Regions from separate parts of the Xenopus laevis genome. Here region 1 is linked to region 2. Evidence: chromatin contacts called from public Hi-C data. All regions are on one chromosome and are shown on one strand. Each heading gives the region's core, a stretch centred on a gene start, on an enhancer-like site or on the middle of the called end of the contact. The rest is flanking DNA. Distances are from core to core; before and after follow the strand shown. Region 1 overlaps LOC108714277 (a long non-coding RNA gene). Region 2 holds the start of dmap1.L (DNA methyltransferase 1 associated protein 1 L homeolog).

Evidence for each region. Hi-C and Micro-C count contacts between places; a contact is called where the count stands out from the background.
Region 1: a Hi-C map of the XL177 cell line shows a contact between it and region 2, with 2.9 times the contacts expected there. The contact joins the enhancer-like site here to the promoter of dmap1.L in region 2. A contact is called at or near these places in 2 of 4 Hi-C or Micro-C datasets (the XL177 cell line and the XTC cell line).

Annotation. Positions count from the first base shown.
Region 1 is chr4L:86,837,218-86,841,008 of Xenopus_laevis_v10.1, forward strand. All of the region lies in intron 1 of LOC108714277 (a long non-coding RNA gene), which reads left to right. Among protein-coding and RNA genes, the nearest start is that of LOC108714277, 27 kb to the left of the region's middle. Within about 2 kb of position 1,649, at least 1 of the 7 cell types and tissues checked has an H3K27ac peak or open chromatin away from gene starts, as enhancers often do.
Region 2 is chr4L:86,603,430-86,607,250 of Xenopus_laevis_v10.1, forward strand. dmap1.L (DNA methyltransferase 1 associated protein 1 L homeolog) reads right to left here and starts at 2,166. Exons shown (of 11, transcript NM_001094407.1): 1 at 2,098-2,166; 2 at 1,684-1,793; 3 at 323-414. The coding sequence starts at 1,785.

The DNA of each region.
Region 1 (3,791 bases), core at 399-2,898, 230 kb after region 2:
ACTTCTCTTTCTATTCAGGCCCTCTCTTATTCATGTTCCAGTCTCTTATTAAAATCAATGCATGGTTTCTAGGGTCATTTGGACCCTAGCAATCAGACTGCTGAAGTTGCAAACTGGAGAGCTGCTGAATAAAAAGTTAAATAACTCAAAAACCTCAAATAATAAAAAATAAAAGCCAATTATAAATAGTCTTGGAATGTCATTCTCTGCATACTATTAAAAGTTAGTTTAAAGGTAAACAGCCCTTTAATCTGATACTGGAGATGCTAGGTGAATGTGAAAGGGAGTAAAAGCCATTGCAGGCTATAAGCCTCCTGTACCTAAATGCACTGATGATCTCTCTTTCAGATAAGATACTTTCTATGCAAGGTTTGATCCACAAAATAATACTCCTGCAAGAAAAATGTATCCTCCTCCTCCGAATAGCCAAGTGGTCTGTCTGAATATAGTTGAGGTATGCACCATGATAGGCTATGAAAACAAACAATAGTAATTGCAGTTTGTCACCTTGCAGTGAGAACAGTCACATCATACTGAATACGATGCTGTCATCTCACTGAATCTTACAAACACAACCTGCGGGGTGTTACAGGCATTGTCAAGGTTCAGTAGATACAGGGATAGATGCAGGTGTATTCACCAAATCCATACATTTTGGATTTAAATCAAAAGTAATCCCCCATCATCCAAAAATGAACCTTAAAAAATTCTACCCCTCATTTCTTCAGTGCTCAGAGGTTCAGATTTGGTTGAGCCAGGGGCTCAGAATTTGTCCAAATAAAAGTTTAAAAAATGCAATATTGCTGTGATTTGCCCAAATCCCAAAGTAAATACTGGAAAATGTAGCAGTTTCTCTTGGCTGTATTCCTATTGCATTGAAAAGACAGAGACTAATTAAAAGAATTACTCTACCGAATGAGTCACTTTCATAGCAATGAATACATGACACAGCTTGCATAGTCTCTTCTGCTGCCTAGAAACCATAGCTACAGAATTTGCAACTACAATTGGGTACATGGGGCCTAGCAAAAATTATATCATATCTTGGAAGAAAAATTCTAGCATTTTCCAATTTTAGGGGATAGTACTAAGAAACAGTGGTATCTGGAGTGCTCTGTGTTTATGACCCATAAGGATAGGGGGCCTTAAGCATATTTTTGCTACCATGGGCTTGTAGCTAATAAGAGGCACCAAGTATGTTTGGGTCTAGTACCCCATAATAAATACTGAGAATGCTGGCTTTTTATTATCAGACCATAAAATGCTTGCTGCTGATTGGGCTACTGGAAGCAAAATAAACTTTATGTTTGTTATTATGTCATCCCCACTAACACACATACTGTATGTATACCACTATTCACTTCCACAAACTTAGTTTGTTGCTCATGTTCCAATGTTATACTTGTACCCATAATGCATTCATAGAGGGGCTAAATATTCTCCAGCCCACATACAGTGAAGATAAACAATAAGGAATGGCTCCATGTGTGTCCACTGAACTTTACTTTTAATTTGACGATCTGGCACTTTGCACTTAAGATGAACTATGTTTTCCGAGCTATTGTTTATGAACAATGGGTCATTTCAGGCACAGTGATGTTATTCTGAAATAAGTGAATTTCCAAGAGGACAGTGAAATCATATGCGACATGTGTTCATGTCCAGCACCACTCTCCCTTGCCTTCATTGTGGAGCATGCGCAACACTCTGAGCCTAATGTTTATGAGTAAGTTAATCGGACATGGGGAGGCAAATCATCAAAGCTGATTTTATAATGCACATGCATTGGGGAACAGACAATTTTTTTAAAAAAAAAATCAATGATTTGGGGTAAATAATGAGCAGCATATGGGATAGCATTTGTGATTTTTTTAATAAAGCATTTTGGGAGAGAAATGGGAATAAACTATTTACTGGCAAGGGGTGGATGAAATACTTGCCTTTATGGAAAATTCAGGTTTTTTTTTTAACTTTTTGTTGGAGTATTTGAACTACTGCCTGGTTGCACGGTCAGTGGAACACTAGCAACCATTAAAATTCACAACTGGAATCTAGGCAAAGTCAGTTTGCAAATTGCCTTTTTCAATTAAAAGTTACTTTTCAAGGAAAACTACCAGGCCGGGATTTGTGGTGAGGCCACAAATGCCCAGGCCTAGGGCGGCACATTTGTATTTCCAGGTTCCAGCAGGACACCCAGAACAGAGTTAAAGTGGGAGAAGCGGACCTAGTGGTGAGTTTTCATTGCGAGTTGGGGTAAGAGGCATACGTGCGTGTCCATCGGTGGTGCACGTTGGGGGTAGTGTGCGTTTGTGCATTGGGGTAGCGTGCGAGTGTTTTTTGCAAATCCGGCGCTGCAAACTACCCCTTTAAGAACCCAATGAGGAGAGGCAAGCTAAGCTAAGAGAAATGAGGGGGGCCCGGGGAAAAAGGAGGCCTGGACTGCCGGGTCTGTTTCCTCTATAGTTACGTCACTGCTCTAATGACTCTTACCTAAATCGGGGAAGCAGAGACACGGGGCGGGGAGTGGGCAGTCAGGACAGTAAGAGGCCGGAGACTGGAAGTGGGTGGGAGGATGGGGATTGGAGTGAGCTGGGCCCCCTCTGAAGAGTTTTTTGCAGGGGGGCCACTGATCTTCTGTATGATTAGAAATATATCAAGCATATATGATAATAGATCTCTGGTGACATATTGGGAGGAGGACAGGTACTGCGTGTGTAACCAATACTCACCCAAAGTGGCCAAATAAAAGCTCAGGTGAAGTCAAATAAAAAAAAATAAATAAAAAAAAAAAAAAAGGTATAAAGGCATTGACAAGGATAATTGATCAGCTCTTTCCAAAAATAACTCTTGTTATAAAGTAAAAGTGCAGAAACTGGCAAAATGTAATTACATTCTTTTAACAGAAAGTTCACCTTCTGATAATTAGTTTGCTGTAGAGAGAGGTAATGTAACAAACCTTGCACTTCGGGCTTTGTTTATTTAGTGACTCTCATTGCAAGGCTAGATTGTATTGCTACTAAATTCATCTAGTTCATTTTGCAGTCTGTTGTTTAATCCTTTCTGTGACTGTGGTCAGCTCATTGAGCCATGCCATGTGTTCTGCCAGCATATAAATTGCACAAATCAAAGAGCAAACATGAAATTGTGAAGCCCTAGAGCTGGCACAATAGTGTTTTTATGCAGGCATGCAGGCGCTGTAGATATTCAGGCAGTAGGTAAAGCACTTTCACTATGGTCTAAAAATGATTATTATCTTTAAAAATGTTCCCTTAATGGAGCTCTGCATAGATTGCTACTGTTTCAAATAAGGGATGGGTGTGTTCTTATGGTCCTTGCCAGAAGCACAGAAAGAGAGGGATAGCCAATCACAGTCATGCAAACAAAGACATCATCATAATTTATTTATATAGCACCAGCAAGTTACGCATATATATATATATATATATATATATATATATATATATATATATATATATATATATATATATATATATATATATGTGTTTATTTGTTGCAACAATAAAACATATGTTTTTCAAACATTGCATTTGACTTTTCATTTTGTTGTTATCACATTTTCAGTCAGAAACGGAACTAGAGGGGGGCAGCCGGGCCCCTGCCCCCCTCCGTAAACCCGGAACTGGCCGGGATATGCATGGCGAGCGGACTGCCGGGGGGCCCTGAGGGGGTGCGGGCCCTGGCCCTGCTCCCCGCCCCTGTTTTCAGTAGTGCATATTATTGGCACACAAATAAAGTCATCAGTTACAATGTTGGTATTAAAGAATTGTATA
Region 2 (3,821 bases), core at 916-3,415:
TAAACAAAAATGCTCATATGTCTTCATAACACTTCTACTTAGAGATGCCTACTACAGGTTTTACAAAGAGAATGAGCGAAATTGCAGACCCAGACAACCTCTGTTAAAGCTTTGGATCTTTGGTGAAGGTAGAAGTTTGGAGAATTACAGAATAATCCATACTGACAGCTGGAATTGAATTTAATAATAATAGAGGTGCTCCTTTAAATATTCTTCTAATACAGAATACTCCAATAAAAAATCATCAGAATTTGTCTTGTTTGCATATCAATACTATTATCCCCTATAACACTATAAAACCCTAAAAATAACCCCAACCTACTTCTTGTCAGAGTAGAGAAGTGCATACACCTCTCGATGCATGCCTTCTGGACGCTTAAAAGTCAGAGTCTCTGAAGCTTTCTTGGATTTTTTCTATAATAAGAGACATAAGTATGTTAATTTGAGACAGAGAAATTGTTTATTTGCAGAATGTACCAGTACACAGATAACATAAAGGTACATGAAAAAGGAAAGGAAATATTTCAAAATATCTGTTATCTAAAAAGCAATTATTGATTATTTAACAGGTATATGAAGAAAATAGCAGCTGCATGAGTGCCTGTATTTACAAAAATGCAAATGGGTGGAGGGAAAGATTACCATGCCTATATAGCACAAGAGGCAAAAATCCTGAATCACAAAATGAATACAAAAATAAAGGGCACTATTTTTTGAATACTCTTACATAACCAAGAAAATTAAAATAATAGCTCTTACACCTGGGCAGATATGAAAAAATTATATAACATATTTAGAGTAGGACTGGCTCAGGCACCAACTTTTATCAATCCCTTGTTGCCTTAGTCAAGCCATCAAACAACACACCAACACATAGCGCAGGAAAATGTATGTGCAGCGCTGTGTATAGTTAACAACAAACATAAAATAATTTACATTCACAGTCTATTTGCATAGAAAAAAAGTTGGGGGATATATTTGATAAAAATGAGAAGGCTACTTAATTCAAAAGTTACTGCAAACGAAGCTTATCATCGGAATGCTTAATAGATTATTAATTTTTGTACCACTTCTTTCCATTTTCAGTGTACTGCCCACATGGTTTCAAAAGAAAAGAGCCAACTCTAACCTGTGCACTGATAGGAAGTTTGAAAGAGAACACATCCCCAGTTGCAACGGCTAAAGTTAGTTGGGCAGGGAACACAGGGAAGCGTTTGCAACTGACTTAATAAAGGCCAATGGCACGTGCAGTGTTTCTCAACCAGTGTAGATCAGTCAGTGGAGAATGCTGGACAAACTCCACTGACAATAAACCGTCACTGCATGTAGAGGTGGATTTCCAGCCAATAATGTGTACGTCAGGTCCAAATCAAGTCAGTGGCGGTATGCACAAGCAGTATTTTGCAGTATTGCTGGTTTCAGCAAAGAAACCACTATTTGAGACATGGCCACAATGTCTGTATGACACTAGAACTACAACTGACCTAAATATATTCTTCTACAACTGAGTAAAATGCAGATTTTCTAGAAGTGATTATAATAAAACATGTTTTGGCGTATGTTCTGTAGAGGTTCATTCTGGCCTGCTAGCACATCAATAGTGAGAAATCCCTGGCCTCCTTGCTCTAAAGTGTATGGAGATATAATAGGATGTAGTTTTACTACAACCCCACAGAAATGTACCTTATCTGCATTAATGATGTCCTTTTTGTTGATCATCCCAGTGACTTCTGTATCCCCACCCCCCAATTCCAGAATATCACGAACATCTGCTCCTGTAGCCATTTTTCAACCTAAAATGCAAAAAGAAATATCAGTTGTGTAACATTAATGTTAAATGACAGCTCTACATAAGATATGGCAACCCAGCCTTCTGACTGCTGCTAAATGCATAATGCCTGCTGTAACTTTACTTGCTTTACATTGATATAAACAGGAAGCAATATAAATGGTCCGAGACCCCTGGTTACTGCCCACAAATGGGCATCGGCATGTATAAGGCCATTAACTGCGGACCCTGGGCTACTTACATCACATTCCACGCATATTAATGGCAATAAACCCTAACACAGACCAAAATCCCGAAATGCTACTTACAAGTCCTGCAAAGCTTATAACTAAAGCTTATAACTAGAAGCTCCTTTCCTTGCGGTGTACAGAAAATCCCGACAACACAAGTCTCATCACGCGAGACTGCAGCGTCGCGGCTACACGTAAGCGCAGTGACGCATCACGTAGCCGCCTGTGAGTGTTACAAACAGAGAGTTGGAAGGCGCTACTAAGTGGCGGTGTTTCTGTCTTCCGGTGGATTTTCCAATGCTCGAACCTCCTATTGGTTTTTAGAGAACAAAAGAGAAAATAAGACTTAGTTTGTGTTGGTTATCTGTCTGCCATGCCCTCTGGCACCTCAGCTCCCGATATTTCATTGGAACTTGTGCCAGGGAACTAAAACAATGAAAAACACTTTTTGTATGTTTCCAACACTACCTGCCGCCATTAGAGACTCTTCTAATTTTACCAAAAATTTACAAACTAGGGGCAAGTAAAATGAAGTCTGTGAAACTGAGAATAAGTGAAATTTTACTATTTGTTTCATTTGTCAGTAACATTTAGTTATTAGGCTTTTTTTTTCTAGTTGCCAACAGTACCTGCAACCATTAGATCCTCTTCTGCCAATCTGATCAGAAAGGAGTTTTTTTTTACAAACCAGGGCTGGGTGAAATTAAAGGGATACTGTCATGGGAAAACATGTTAATAGTGCTGCTCCAGCAGAATTCTGCACTGGAATCCATTTTTCAAAAGGGCAAACAGATTTGTTATATTCAATTTTGAAATCTGACATGGGGCTAGACATATTGTCAGTTTCCCAGCTGCCCCCAGTCAAGTGACTTGTGCTCTGATAAACTTGTCACTCTTTACTGCTACACTGCAAGTTGGAGTGATATCACCCCCTCCCCAGCAGCCTAACAACAGAACAATGGGAAGGTAACGAGATAGCAGCTCCCTAACACAAGATAGCTGCCTGGTAGATCTAAGAACAACACTCAATAGTAAAAGCCAAGTTCCACTGAGACTGATTCAGTTTAAGTAGGAGACATAGCCTACCAGAAAGTAGTTCCATCCGAAAGTGCAGGCACAAGTCACATGACTGGGGGTAGCTGGGAAACCAACAATATGTCTAGCCCCATGTCAGATTTCAAAATTGAATATAAAAAAAATCTGTTTATTTTTTTGAGTTGTATTTCAGTGCTGAATTCTGCTGGAGTAGCACTATTAACTGATGTGTTTTGAAAAAAACATGTTTTCCCATGACAGTATCCCTTTAAGGCAGGGATCCCCAACCTTTTGAACCCGTGAGCAACATTCAGAAATAAAAGGAGTTGGGGAGCAACACAAGCATGAAAAATGTTCTTGGGCTGCCAAATATATTCTGTGATTGGCCTTTTGGTAGCCCCTATGTGGATTGTCAACCTACATTGAGACTCTGTTTGGCAGTGCACCTGGTTTTTATACAACCAAAACTTGCCTCCAAGCCTGGAATTCGAAAATAAGCAGCTGCTTTGAGGCCACTGGGAGCAACATCCAAGGGGTTGAAGAGCAACATTTTGCTCACGAGCTACTGGTTGGGGATCACTGCTTTAAGGAATCTTAGGTAGAAAGGCTCAGAGATGATGAGTTGGCCCTGGGTTTAGTTGCCAGTGGCAGTGCATTAAAGGGGGTGTTCAGCTTTGAGTTAACGTTTAGTATGATGTTGTAGAGGGTGATATTCTGAGACAATTTGCAATTGGTTATTTTTTATTTAAGGTTTTCATGTTATTTAG